Regions from separate parts of the Triticum aestivum genome. Here region 1 is linked to region 2. Evidence: chromatin contacts called from public Hi-C data. All regions are on one chromosome and are shown on one strand. Each heading gives the region's core, a stretch centred on a gene start, on an enhancer-like site or on the middle of the called end of the contact. The rest is flanking DNA. Distances are from core to core; before and after follow the strand shown. Region 1 holds the start of LOC123182357. Region 2 holds the start of LOC123171042.

Region 1 (6,905 bases), core at 315-2,814, 230 kb after region 2:
TTAAAATATGACCCTGAAGAATAAGAGGGGTTGATTACCAACAGCACAGCCATGGTCCATCATTAGGGGCATTGTCTATCTAAGGTGAACACCATAAAAATCAACATCTCAAACCTCCATGAAATCCGAATTGCTTTCCCAACAGATTTTTGTGCTACTATATAAAATGTCAGCTGCTAACAGCAACAACAAATACATGTAGCAAGTAGGCACTAGTCAGATACATCGCAAATCGGCCGGGGATAGAGTTCAAGCAGCATGAAGAACAAATCATATACAAGCATTACTTACTCTGCATAAGCTTTTCTATAAACACCACCCACATCATTCTATAATGTTGCAGTTTTATGAGTGCAGTAGGTAGGTACCCCCACTGGCTCGGATTTATAGCTGTATCTAGAATTCGAGATGCTTTAAGTAGTTGTGTTGGTACAAATCTCCTAATAGCTTGTGCCTCTGTATGATATCTTTGAGTTCATATTGTCTAATGCATTATGATCAATCCTAACATCTTAATCTTGTGCCATGCTTTTGGTACCGCTTACCATGGGAAAATCTTATAAAACGTACTCCCTCCGTTCCTAAATGTAAGTCTTTGTAGAGATTCCTCTATGGACTACATACGTACCAAAATGAGTGAATCTACACTCTAAATGCATCTATACATTCGTATGTGATCCATAGTGAAATCCCTATAAAGACTTATATTTAGGAACGGAGGGAGTATGATTCAACAGCTGTTGCTATCAAAACTCACGCATATTTTATCTATGTGAATCAATCGGAAGCTGTAACACGGTTAAATAACTCGACCCTTGGATTTATTAGAACGTCGGAATGAGTGAGTACAAAAATGCTATACCACATCGATAACCAGAAGGCGCTCACATGCCAGAAACAAAGGGAAGTCTAAACATAGTACAACGCACAAGAAAAAAATCTAGCTATTTAGTGAATGAATGAATTACCAAATGGGAAATAGCTCGTGCATGCTTCTGAATCAAGCCAAGCCGAATGCTAAATACTCCGTATTAGATAAGTCAAAACCACCACTTGTCCAACAAACCGACCTGGCTGCTACGGGCAGCTCCGCGGCGGGCGCCAGCGGGCGCAGTCCGCGTGCTCGGCTCGGGGCTGCCTAGCGGGGATGGGGAGGCGGCGGCGGGAGCAGCACCGGCTTACTGCTACGGCGAAAGCGGAAACCGCGGGAGCAAGCAAACAAGCGCAACCAAATCAGAGGGACGGCGCGTCGGATTGACCCAGATCCATGAGAGCGGCACGGAGCAGAGGAGAGGGGGGAGGAGCGCTCACCTGGCGCTCAAGCAAAGGCGCGGATCCTTGCCTTCCTCCCGCCGCCGCCGCCGCCACCGTGTCGGCTAGGCTGGAAGGAAAGACAGCGCGGAGGGTTTGGTCTGGTGTGCTCGTGGGGGATAGGGAGGTTGGGGAGGGACGCGTAGCCGCCGTGGGGAGGGAAGAGTCCACATGACGGACGGACGGACGGCCCTTCGGTTCGCCGTTACGCGCACGCGTTTCCGCTGGCTGCCTGTGATGCGAGGCACAGCCGCGGCACGGCGACGGCGAGGGTAACGGCGAGAAAAGAGCCGTTCAACGCCTGTCGTGGGAACGCGCTCCTCCAGCGACGCCGACGGGACGCGTAAGCCCCATTTTTCTCTCTGGAATTTTTTTGTTGGCTGTCTCTCTCTCTCTGAGCTTTATGGATGGGTTAGGTGTAAACCGTTCAGCTGTTGCATTTCTTTCGGTTATTGAAGTCCTGTGCTCATGCAGTACGTCGAGGAAAGGTTATTTTCTTAGGGCTAGGAAAAGTTAGATTATGGTGAAGAAAGTGCCAAGGGCTCGTGGGAGCATATAGTTTAAAAAAGAGGTAATATCACAGGTGGTGCTTAAACTTGCCACCGATGTTCACTTTAGTGCCTGAAGTTGAAAAATACACCGAACTGGTTTCAAAACTTGGCACGAGCGTGCAAATACGGTGCTAATCTCATTAGTAGACGTTTTTACGCTGACGTGGCACCGTAGTTCGCTTAGCATGCACAGACAACCTCGCCCTAGCAAACTGGAACTACTGGCCAGTACGCCATACGTTTTCTCGTGCATGTTAATGAAAACAGATCTTTTTTTAGAATAATGAAAACATTTCCTATTTTGTTAGATAAAGAAACACGTTCGCGGGTTTTAATGGCCTGCTGCAGTGCAGCCCAGTTTGCGCATGTTAGTTTGATTTAGAAATTTGTAAAAAATAACTGTAAATTATAATCACAGTAATAAAAATACATTTCAAATTTTTGTGCTTCAAATTTTTTATAAATACATATAAATTAAATAACTAAAATGTTCATGTAATTTAAAAAAATAGTCAGCAATTTACCTGTGATTTATAGTTAAAGCTTTTCGTAAATAAATTTTCTAAATTGTTCAGTATATGAAAAAATAATTATAAAAAACTTAATTTTTTGAGTAAATTCCAAAAGATTATGCATGCTTGGCTTATGCTTAAATGAAAAAAAATGTTATAGGTAGATTTTTTTTTATTAATATTCACATGTGTATAAATTTCTTTTTTTGCGAGAAACATGTGTATAACTTTCATCGTGTCATATATTCAAAAAAATTTATAATTAAAATATAGTCAGTAGTGAATATTTTTCATAAACTGAAATTTTAATTTTGGATATTTATGAACATTTTACATTGTTGAAAAATTCTTAAATAATATGAATTGTAAAAATGTACATGTAACTATTAAAAGGTTTATGTAGTTAAAATAATATTCATGAATTGTAGTATAGAAAATATTTATATAATTCTAAATTGTACAGCCATTTTTATAATCAGAAATACCATTTTATTTATATGATACGTTTAAAACAAATATGTGAATATTTTTATTACTGTGATTATAATTTAGAAACTTTTTTACAAATTTCTAAATGAAACTAAGATGCGCAAACTGGGCTGCACTGCTGAGCCGATTAAAACCCACGTACGTGTCTCTTCTTTCTTATCTAAAAAAATAGGAAATGTTTTCGTTATTCTAAGAAAAAGGATCTGTTTTCATTAACAGGAACGAGAAAATGTATGGCATACTGGTTCTTTCCTAGGGCGAGGTTGTCTGTGCATGCTAAGCGAACTACGGTGCTACATCAGCGTAAAAACACGTCTATTAATAGAATTAGCACTGTATTTGCACGCTCGTGCCAAGTTTTAAAACCAGTTCGGTGTATTTTTCAACTTCAGGCACTAAAGTGAAAATCGGTGACAAGTTTAAGCACCACCTGTGATATTACCTCTTTAAAAAACCGGAACGGTGATTGAACCGATGAGTCTAGGTGTTTTACTGGTCAAACTGTTGCTACACATTCTGTTCGACACATCGGTTTGAAATGTCTAAAGCGACTCACGCCATGGGCTTGGAATATTGTGTCGTTGCAATGCATAAAGTATATGTTATTTCCTTTTGCATTTCCTCCCTTCTGTACAAGTTTGAGAAGATTCCCCTCTATACGTCATTGTTGATTGTTATGTTGGTAAGCTCTTTTCAGGTGAAAAGAAAGGGCTTTTTATTTGGTATATAGTTCATGAATCCAAGACATCTCTGAATTTTATCTTGTATATAATTTGCAGCTTTGATTCCCCAATCAGCCGGACAAAGTATATTAAGTTCCACTCCCTTTGTCTGAAAAAAACTTGTCCCTCAAATGGATGTATCTAGCACTGCTACAAGCTTGGGACAAGCTTTTTCGGACGGAGGGAGTATGTAGGATCAGAATACCGTAATCGTCATCGCTGTGTTGGAGAGGCCAAACCCAGAGTAATTTTGCTTTCAGTTTCAGGTGCTGCAATCATCTATTTGGGATTAACACGGTAAGTTTTGCCATTTACATATACACTATTCAGAAACTCATGATGCACAACATTTCTGTGGCTCATTTCCTTGCTCTATTAGGGTTATAGATTCCAAAAGCCTTGCTTAGCAAAGACAATTTTCTCATATACTCCTTCCGTTTCTAAATATTTGTCTTTTTAGAGATTTCAAATGGACTACCACATACGAATGTATATAGACATCTTTTAGTGTAGATTAACTCATTTTGCTCCGTATGTAGTCACTTGTTGAAATCTCTAGAAAGACAAATATTTAGGAACGAAGGAAGTAATTGTTTCTATCATATTATTTCATTCCGGATGCTACCTAAGAAATATTAATGCGGATATGTTCCGTTTGCAAAATTACCATCTGGCCGATTGAGCTATTACATTGACCTGACTACTGATTTCTCACACACGGCTCCATCGCCTTCACGGACGACCACTACCCTGTCCAGAGTGTCTTTCCCTCCCCAGCAAGGTAGCAGCACCTGCGAATCTCGCAAACGCTCTTCGACTGCTCATCTGTTCATCTAAAATTAATGCTTTCACGTGCGATGATTAGTTTATATGGTCCAATAATTTTCTAGAAATGGTGACTGATACATGTTTTTCTGCTAGAAATGGTGCAACACTCTCATACCAACGATCTTTGGATCTCACTCCTTGGGAAGCTATTATTCACAATTTCACATACTGATATTGCCAGTTTGTCTTGTTCCCATTTGTACCATGGAGAAGAATAATTCTATAGATCTCTGACCATAAACCAATCAATTGGACTGCCTTCTGCTAATCTTATCATGTTGTTTATTTTTACTCAAAAAGTAAATAAATGACGCACCACATTAGACAGAACAAAGGCAGATCTGAGCATGAGAAAGAGAAGGAAATCATGAATTTAATCTAACCCACCTCATCCATGGGATGGTAAGCTTCATAGGAGCTACCGGCCGGAGTACTGCTCCTTGACTTGTGCTACTTCCCACCTCGGTGCTGCTTCACGCAAGACACAGCAATCTTCATCACGTGATATTTTATTAAAATTTCTATTCTACTACAGAAACTTAGAATGGAGATAATCTGAAATAACACACTAAATAATTATGTCACCTTAGTATCTATATAACAAATTTGCATATTACTCCCTCCGTCCCATAATATAAGAGTGTTCTTGACACTAGTGTAGTGTCAAAAACTTATATTATAAGACGGAGGGAGTGACATAGGATGGTCTAACTCAGTCAAATCTGAAGTTCTTTATGTCATTTGAAATTTACTGCAACAAATTTAGATTTAGCAATTATAACTAGATTAAAAAAGGGGTGGAGTACAAACGACCTTGATCAGAAAAGAGCAATTCTACGTCAAATTATTTCACTAAGTCACACCCTAATAGGCATTTCAAAGCATTGGATGATGACTTACCTCATAGGATATACTCCCTCCGTCCGAAAATACTCGTCGGAGAAATGGATAAAAATAGATGCATCTAGAACTAAAATACATCTAGATACATCCATTTTTCCGACAAGTATTTCCGGACGGAGGGAGTATATAATTTACAAAATTTTGAGGTGACATGGATATTCGTCATACGGCACAATTGCAGTCATCATAACTAACTTGACAACTAAAAGCAAACAGATTGAGGTGCTGAATTTTTGACACATGTCTTACATAAAGATAGTGTGTGTGTGTACGAAAAGGGGTTAAATCACATAATACCACGCCAACAATTGTTCTTCACTTCTAACTTAACCGCAAGAAATCTGTCAGAGTTTGTGTAGTTAGTTCTGTTAGATGTGTATAGTCCCTTTTCGGTATATCCCCATTGTATAAGGGGTTTTCTGCACTTCACCACACATGTATATGTAATGGCTTTTGGCCCTCAGTGAATACTAGTTGCTGATTATCCAACATGGTATCAGATCCTAGGCTAGCTTCCCGTACGATGCAACTCCATGCTCCTCGTTCCTAGCCTGCCTGTCTCCGGCCGCTGCTTCTCCGGCCGTCTCCTGCCCAGTCCCTGGCCCGACCCGGCTCTGCTGCCTCTCCGTCCAGCAGCTGCTCCGTCATGCCGCTGCAGCCTCCTCCCCCGTTCGGCCACGCCCTGCCCGGCCGCCGCCGAGTACGGCCGCTGCTCAGTCCGGCCTGCTTCCTCTGGTCGCCGCCCAGCCCGGCCCGTCTCGTCCGGCCGTCGCCTTGTCTGCCCGCCCTGTTCGGCTGCTGTGGCCGCTGCTCCGCTCCGGTATGGCCCTGGTTTGGAGCCGCTCCTGCTGGCTGCACCTCTTGAGGCTGCGTCCCTCGATCTGGTCTCCCGATCCTGCCTCGCGCCTGAGCGTGAGCGCTCCTGCCCGCTTCGCTCGATCTAGATCGGGTTCAGGCCGTTGACTCAAAAAAAGACAGCAAGTTCGTCATGTCCTCCTCGGGCTATGTTGTTGTCCCTCGCTGTTCGGTGATCTTTGATGGCACAAACTATGCTGAGTTTGTGGGCTTCATGCGCATCCATATACGTGGACTTCTTCTGTGGGGTGTTCTCTCTGGCGAGGTCCCTTGTCCGCCATGTCCTGTTGCACCAGTGGCCCCAATTCCACCGGTGCCGTCGGTACTTGCTGCTGATGCCTGTCAAACTGACCGGGATGCTGCCAAGGCTCTAGATGATGCCGCGGTTGATGCTTATGATCAGCAGGTATCCGCTTATTCAGATGCTCTTTCTGTGTACCGCGATGATCTGTCTTCTTACACTCAGTGGTGCAATGATGATGCTTGAGCTGCTGTTGTTCTCACTGTGAGTGTCCTCCCTCAGTTTGCTTCGGAGTTCATGGGACTTGGCATAGTTGCAGCGATGTGGTCTTATCTCTGTCAGTGTTATCAGCCCTCTGGTGATGCTCTCTACCTATCTGTGGTGCGTCAGGAGCACACCCTCCAGCAAGGTGATTCCTCTGTTGATGAGTTCTATTCACAGTGCTCTGCCATCTGGCGTCAGCTTGACTCTCTTCGGACAGTTGTTTGTGGAA
Region 2 (7,115 bases), core at 189-2,688:
ATGTGGCGCAACCAAACAGCTTCTATTACAGATTCTTTGTTTTCGATTCAATATGCCATAACATATCGATGGTATGTTTTTCCTATTCCTGTGTTTTTAGAATCCTGCTCTAAGACCCTTGAACATAATTCTTCCATTTTGAAAACAAACAAGCCTTGATTACCCGGTCAACAGTGGGTCATCTCTGGAACGGTTGAAGACATGGTTCCGCAGAGGCTCCAGTACATCCCGAACAGCGAATACTCCATAGAAATTGATGGGGTAAGAATAGGATGCAGAGAAGCTTGATAAACGCAGAGAAAATATCTGTAGCATCAGTCTGGTCCGCTATATCCGAGATCTGAATTAGCTGCAAATGTAGAAAATAAGAGTAATAAGTTAGTAAACGAAATATATACATCAAGTGTAGATAAATACAAGCTTGGACACAGCCTTACTGGTGGAAGTGTCATGGGTCATGTATTCAATGTGGTGGCAGCAACCTCTTTCCACGCATAAACCTGTTGCCTCAGGCTTTGTTCGGTTAATCCCAACCCCAGGTGGATTGGAGGGGATTTGCAGGGATTTTGGCTTGCAGGGGATTAATTCCCCCTCAATCCCCTTCAAATCCACCTCAACCGAACAAGCCCTCAGGGAACACATCTAGTGGAACAGGAGGGAGATCGGCATCCTCGTTCTGGCGCAGAATCTCCTGGCACCGCGCGTCGTATTTCTCGTTCTGTTCCGCGATGCTCCTTAGCCATGCGTTGTCCATTTTCTTTGCTTGCTGCCTGGGAATGTTTCTCCCTGAAGAATTTGTAGCATCGATGGATGGGCAGTCAATTAACTGTACTGCTAATGAGTTTTATGTTATTTTTGGTAGTAGTGGAAAAAGAAATTTACCTGGGCAATTTGTTTTCACGTCTGCGAACCTATCACATTCATCGGACTCCGGGGCGACGTAAACGTCGCTGTTCTCTGAGCGGATGTCATCCCACAGAATTGGATCTCCCGTGAGCGGCCAGTCCCCGAAGATATCAGATTCAGATTCATAGTGGCAGCTCACAGCACAATGATCATGGAGCATGTCGTCTAGAGAGACGTCGTCACGCTCAGTTCCACACGGTTGTGATTCTGCGCAGTGAATACTAGTAATTGGTACGTGATCTTGACTAGTTGGCCCAAATTGATCAAGTGACATACACTAGAACGAACGATATACTCACCGCCGTTATTGAAACAGGACTCCGTCTTCTCCTCCCGCTGATCATCGCCCATGTCCGACGGCAATCCCAAGTAGGACAGGTCCGCGCAGACGCTGTCAAGGTAGGCCCCGCCGTGATGGGCGAGGCGGAGCCCCTCGGTTTCCACCGATCCAAGCCGGAGGTCCTCCGATGAGGTATTCGCCGCGCGAGGGTTCTGTTGGCGTCGTGGGGATCGGGTTCGGAGGACGTGCTGATTCGGTTCGTCATGGGAGCGTTCCAGCGTGAGACTCGTTTTTGCGAGAGGTCCTATACAGCGCCTTATGCGCCACTGGGCCAGCCGGCGCTCACGCGCCTGCTCTGTTGGGCCGGTCCATCAAGCACGTGCGACTGCTCCATAGCTCAGCTCGCTCTTTTCTTTTAGATCCTCAAGTCGTTGAATGTTTTTTCAGGTACCTACCCGCTTATTTATTCCAAGTGGTAGCTTAGCTCACTCATGGTTGTTGTTTGGCTCGGTCGACCCTTTGGCTTTGAGCTAATTTTTTTTAAATAATACATTTTTCTTATTAATTTTCATAAATATTACGCTGGGTAAAATTTTTTCAAAAATAATACACCGTCGGCCCGCTGCAGGCCGACTGGGCCTAGTCGGCCCACAGCAGGCCGATTGGACTCCAGTCGGCCTACAGCTGGCCGACTGGCCCCTGTCGGCCCACTGTGGGCTGATTGGGTCCGTGTGGGCCGACTAGAGCTAATTAGCTCGCTGTGGGCTAATTGTTTTTGCAAAAAAAGTAGGCATAACAAAATATGTTTCAAAATTGTTAATTATGTAATTAAAAAACGTTAAACGTGTATAAAAAATGTTCCTGATGTATACAAAAAATGTACAATATATATGCAAAAAAGTTGACATAAAAAATATGTTTTAAAAAGTGTTAAGCATGTATTTAAAAATTGTTAAATGTGTGTATAAAAAATGTTCCTTATTTATACAAAAATGTACATTTTTTGTATACATCAGGAACATTTTTTTATACACGTTTAACATTTTTTAATTACATAATTAATATTTCTTTAAACATATATTTTTTATGCCTACTTTTTTTGCAAAAACAATTAGCCCATAGTGAGCCAATTAGGTCCAGTCGGCCTACAGCTGGCCGACAGGACCCAATCAGCCTACAGTGGGCCTCAATCGGCCTGCTGTGGGCCGACTAGACCCAGTCGGCCTGCAGCGGGCCGACAGTGTATTATTTTTGAATTTTTTTATCCAGCATAATATTTATGAAAATTAATAAAAAGAATGTATTATTTAAAAAAATACCACTCACCGTTGACTTCTCAAAAATATTAAATTTGAAGAAGTTCGCGAATACAAAATGAGTGCATGAACAAAAAAAAATCACGCGTTAGAAAAAAATCAGGATTTTTCAAAAAAAATCATTAATTCGGATAAATTTAATAATTTTAAAAAAGCTCAACCGTTTGAAAAAAAGTAATGAATTTAGAAAAAATGCATTAGTAAATCCATTAATTTGAAAAATATTCCTGAATTTGAAAAGTTCATAAATTTTAAAAAATAATATATTTGAAAAAGATCATGAAATTTTTAAAAAATAAAGACTGAAAAAGTTCACAAATTTGAAACAAATTCCTTGATCTAAAAAAGTTATGAATTTGACAAAAAAATTAATAGGTTCAGAATTTTTTGACAAGATTGAAAAAAGAAGAGAAAAGAAAAAAGGAAAATAAAATAAAATGAAAACCAGAAGGAAAACCGAAAAAATAACCAGAAGAAAACCAGGCTGGAAAGTATCTAGAAGCTTCCAAAATCATGATATACCTGTGGCACTTGAAACCTGCAGGCACGCTATGTACATGGTGCGAACGACCACGTGACACATATGGTAAGCAATGCAAACAATTCCAAAAAATGTACACGGTGCGAGCGAGAAGAAAAATTGAATGGCCCGGCCCATTCCCTACTTATGAGGTCTGGGAGGGTATGTATAGGCCATCTTTACAAATGCCTATTTCTAAAAAAACTGTAAAAACACCTATAAGTTGGGTATCAAGCGGTAAATAGGAAGTTTGCCCACTCTGATGTCTCCGATTAGTGGCCAACGACCAAGTAATTTGACCTAATCTATGTAACTGGCCCCGCTCAGTTGAAACGACTATTTTTTCTTCCAAAAGGACCAAATGCCATCCAAAGAGGGATCTACCGATATAGAACCATTTGAACAAGCCTCTCACTGTAAAATTTGTGTGTAAAGTTCGGGCTTTTTGGCTCCCGCAAACAAGCCACGTCTACCTTATTGAGTTCTAATAATTCCGCCAACTTCGTGGACACAGTGTACAAAGCTTGATTTTTTTCAGGGATAGCATGATTTCAGGGATAGCAAAAAAGATAGCTTTCAGTGGCATGCTATCCCTAAAAAAATCATGCTAACTATATCCGAGGGGTTCCCTTAGGCATATTTCACTCGCTTTGCTATTACGGTACCCGCATCAGTGGCGAGCTTGAAAGATCGAGGATGTCGCCTAGAGGGGGGGTGAATAGGCGATTTAAAATAATTACGGTTTAGGCTTGAACAAATGCGGAATAAACCTAGCGGTTAATTTGTCAAGCACAAAACCTACAACAACTAGGCTCACCTATGTGCACCAACAACTTATGCTAAGCAAGATAAACTACTAGGTGATAGCAAGATATATGACAAGAAGAAATATGGCTATCACAAAGTAAAGTGCATAAGTAAAGAGCTCGGATAAGAGATAACCGAGGCACGCGGAGATGACGATGTATCCCGAAGTTCACACCCTTGCGGATGCTAATCTCCGTTTGGAGCGGTGTGGAGGCACAATGCTCCCCAAGAAGCCACTAGGGCCACCGTAATCTCCTCACGCCCTCGCACAATGCAAGATGCCGTGATTCCACTAAGGGACCCTTGAGGGTGGTTACCGAACCCGTACAAATGGCAACCCTTGGGGGCGGTCACCGAACCCGTACACTTTGGCAACCCTTGGGGGTGGTCACCGGAACCCGTCAAATTGCTCGGGGCGATCTCCACAACCTAATTGGAGACCCCGACGCTTGCCCAGAGCTTTACACCACAATGATTGAGCTCCGAACACCACCAACCGTCTAGGGCGCCCAAGCACCCAAGAGGAACAAGCTCAAGGGTACCAAGCACCCAAGAGTAATAAGCTTCTCAACTTGTAACTTCCACGTATCACCGTGGAGAACCCAAACCGATGCACCAAATGCAATGGCAAGGGCACACATAGTGCCCAAGTCCTTCTCTCTCAAATCCCACCGAAGCAACTAATGCTAGGGAGGAAAATTAGAGGAAGAACAAGAAGGAGAACACCAAGAACTCCAAGATCTAGATCCAAGGGGTTCCCCTCACATAGAGGAGAAAGTGATTGGTGGAAATGTGGATCTAGATCTCCTCTCTCTTTTTCCTCAAAAACTAGCAAGAATCCATGGAGGGATTGAGAGTTAGCAAGCTCGAAGAAGGTCAACAATGGGGGAAGAACACGAGCTCAAGAGATAAGGTAGAATGGGAAAGAAGACCCCCTTATATAGCGGGGGGAACAATCCAACTGTTACCCCCAAAACAGCCCCGCAGAGGGCGGTACTACCGCAGGAGGCAGCGGTACTACCGCTCCCCTGGGCGGTACTACCGTGGAGTCTGGAGGCAGGAGAGTGACAGACCCGAGCGGTACTGCCGCGGTGGTTGGGCGGTACTACCGCTCGTGAGCGGTACTGCCGCCCTACTGCCGCTGCGAAGTACCGCACTATCCGACACGAAAAATGACCCCTCGAGTCGACGCGGCAGGGGCCTAGTACCGTAGCGGTACTACTGCTGAGGACCCACCAGCGGTACTACCGCTGCGGAGCGGTACTGCCGCTTCTGACCCCTAAGCGGTACTACCGCTGGGTACCGCGATACTACCGCTGGGACCATCCTAAAGCCACTTCCACGAAAACAAGTATACTCCACGGGAAACCAAAACTGCCATAACTTCTGCATATGAGCTCCGAATTGAGCAAACTCAAGCTTGTTGGATACAAGACGACGAGTAGCATCAAAACAGCGAGACCTCCAACCGAGGAGTGAAACCTCCAACCGCGATGCCGCGCCCCAACCGAGGCAGGGAAGGTATGCCAACAAAATAGAGGAGTGAAACCTCCAACCGAGAAGAACCGGCATAACCTCCAACATCGAAAACATCATAGAAGATGTGAGTGAACTCCGTTTTCGATGAACTCGAGCTTGTCATCAAGATGACCATAAGCTCCAAAACTCACAAAGAGAAGAACCAAACAAGAACCAATAAAGATGATGCAAGGATGCAATGGTTTGAGCTCTCTATGAACGATACGATCAAGCTACTCATCGAGAGCCCCCCTTGATAGTACGGCAATCGATCCTATAACCCGGTCTCCCAACTACCATCATGAGACCGGTAAAATAGAAAACCTATCAAGAGCAAACCTTTGCCTTGCACATGGTCCACTTGAGCTAGATGATGACGATCTTGACTCCCTAAAGATGGATCACCTTTCTTGATTGCGTTGGCTCAATGAAGACTAGTTGATTGCTCCCCCATACTCCACTATGGGTGAGCCACCCTTCCGCACATCTTCAAAAGTCCATTGTCACCACAATGGACGGCAAGCTTCAAGCATTTGATCTCTTCATGATGCTTCACTTGAACTTGCACACCGCAACATCTTCGCAAGTCCATTGTCACCACAATGGACGGCAAGCTTCAAGCATTTGATCTCTTCATGATGCTTCACTTGAACTTGCACACCGCAACCTAACCCCACAAAGAACTCTCACGAAGATCATGGGTTAGTACACAAAGCGTAATTGACAATGCTTACCACACCATGGGATCGCTTGATCCCTCTCGGTACATCTTCTACGCTTTGTGAGTTGATCAAGTTGATTCACTCTTGACTTAGTCTTGATCAACCTTGAATCTTTTCAACTCTCTTCATTTGGATGATGTCTTGAAGATATACATGAATGATCACACAATCTTCTTCTCCAAGACATGCTTGCAATAAGCTCAACTCTCACATGACCAATCTTTGGATAATTCCTTAATAACACCTTGGTCACCACATAAACTCCTTGAAACCAACACATGAACTTCAAGAAATGCCTATGGACAAATCCTTCAAATATAACTCAAGGCAACCATTAGTCCATAGAGATTGTCATCAATTACCAAAACCAAACATGGGGGCACCGCATGTTCTTTCAGAGCTGACTAAAGGACCCGCCACTGGTACTTAAATGAAAATTAGATAAGTTAATTAAGGCATTAATGAAAATTAAATGGAAATACCAAGCAGGTCAAAGATGGATGCAAACAACATAATCATGATCTAGACATTTTTCTAATCAAATTTCATACAACATTCTTTGCAATCCGACAAACAATTGAATATACATGATTATGCATGTTTAATAGTTTTTCTAAAAAAAATAAAAGTGCGGAGATATTCCAAACAACAACATGATGAGACTAAAAATTAGCCGAACAACGGTTGGACACTGTCTAGAACGCATGGCCTGCCGCACAAAATAAAAGAGAGACTACGGGCCGAGCCCATTAACACTTGACAGCGTAGTTATGTTATCATTCCCCTAAGGCGCAAAACAACGTAAGTGTACATGGGTCAAAAGCTCAACACACAGTTGAGGGGAGGCTCATCTTGAGCCGAAAGGCTTATCGAATATCAATGGAGGCGGTCGGGGCTGATCGACAAGGACTGGACCAGTTCACCTTTAATGATATGTTTGTAGCGGCTGATGCAGATGTGCATGGGAAGGTGACTCGTGAGGAAGTAGAGGATAGTGGTGGCGCTTGATGGCACCGGCGACGCGGACAAGCATGCAGGCGATTGAC

The links. A called contact is a pair of places that touch in the nucleus more often than the background predicts.
Region 1: a Hi-C map of leaf shows a contact between it and region 2, with 6 times the contacts expected there. The contact joins the promoter of LOC123182357 here to the promoter of LOC123171042 in region 2. A contact is called at or near these places in 3 of 5 Hi-C or Micro-C datasets (all in leaf).

Annotation. Positions count from the first base shown.
Region 1 is chr1D:398,169,140-398,176,044 of IWGSC CS RefSeq v2.1, forward strand. LOC123182357 reads right to left here and starts at 1,565. Exons shown (of 2, transcript XM_044594896.1): 1 at 1,312-1,565.
Region 2 is chr1D:397,939,374-397,946,488 of IWGSC CS RefSeq v2.1, forward strand. It overlaps LOC123171042, which reads right to left and starts at 1,439. Exons shown (of 4, transcript XM_044588712.1): 1 at 1,206-1,439; 2 at 883-1,113; 3 at 438-786; 4 at 1-349. The coding sequence starts at 1,257. The coding sequence ends at 614.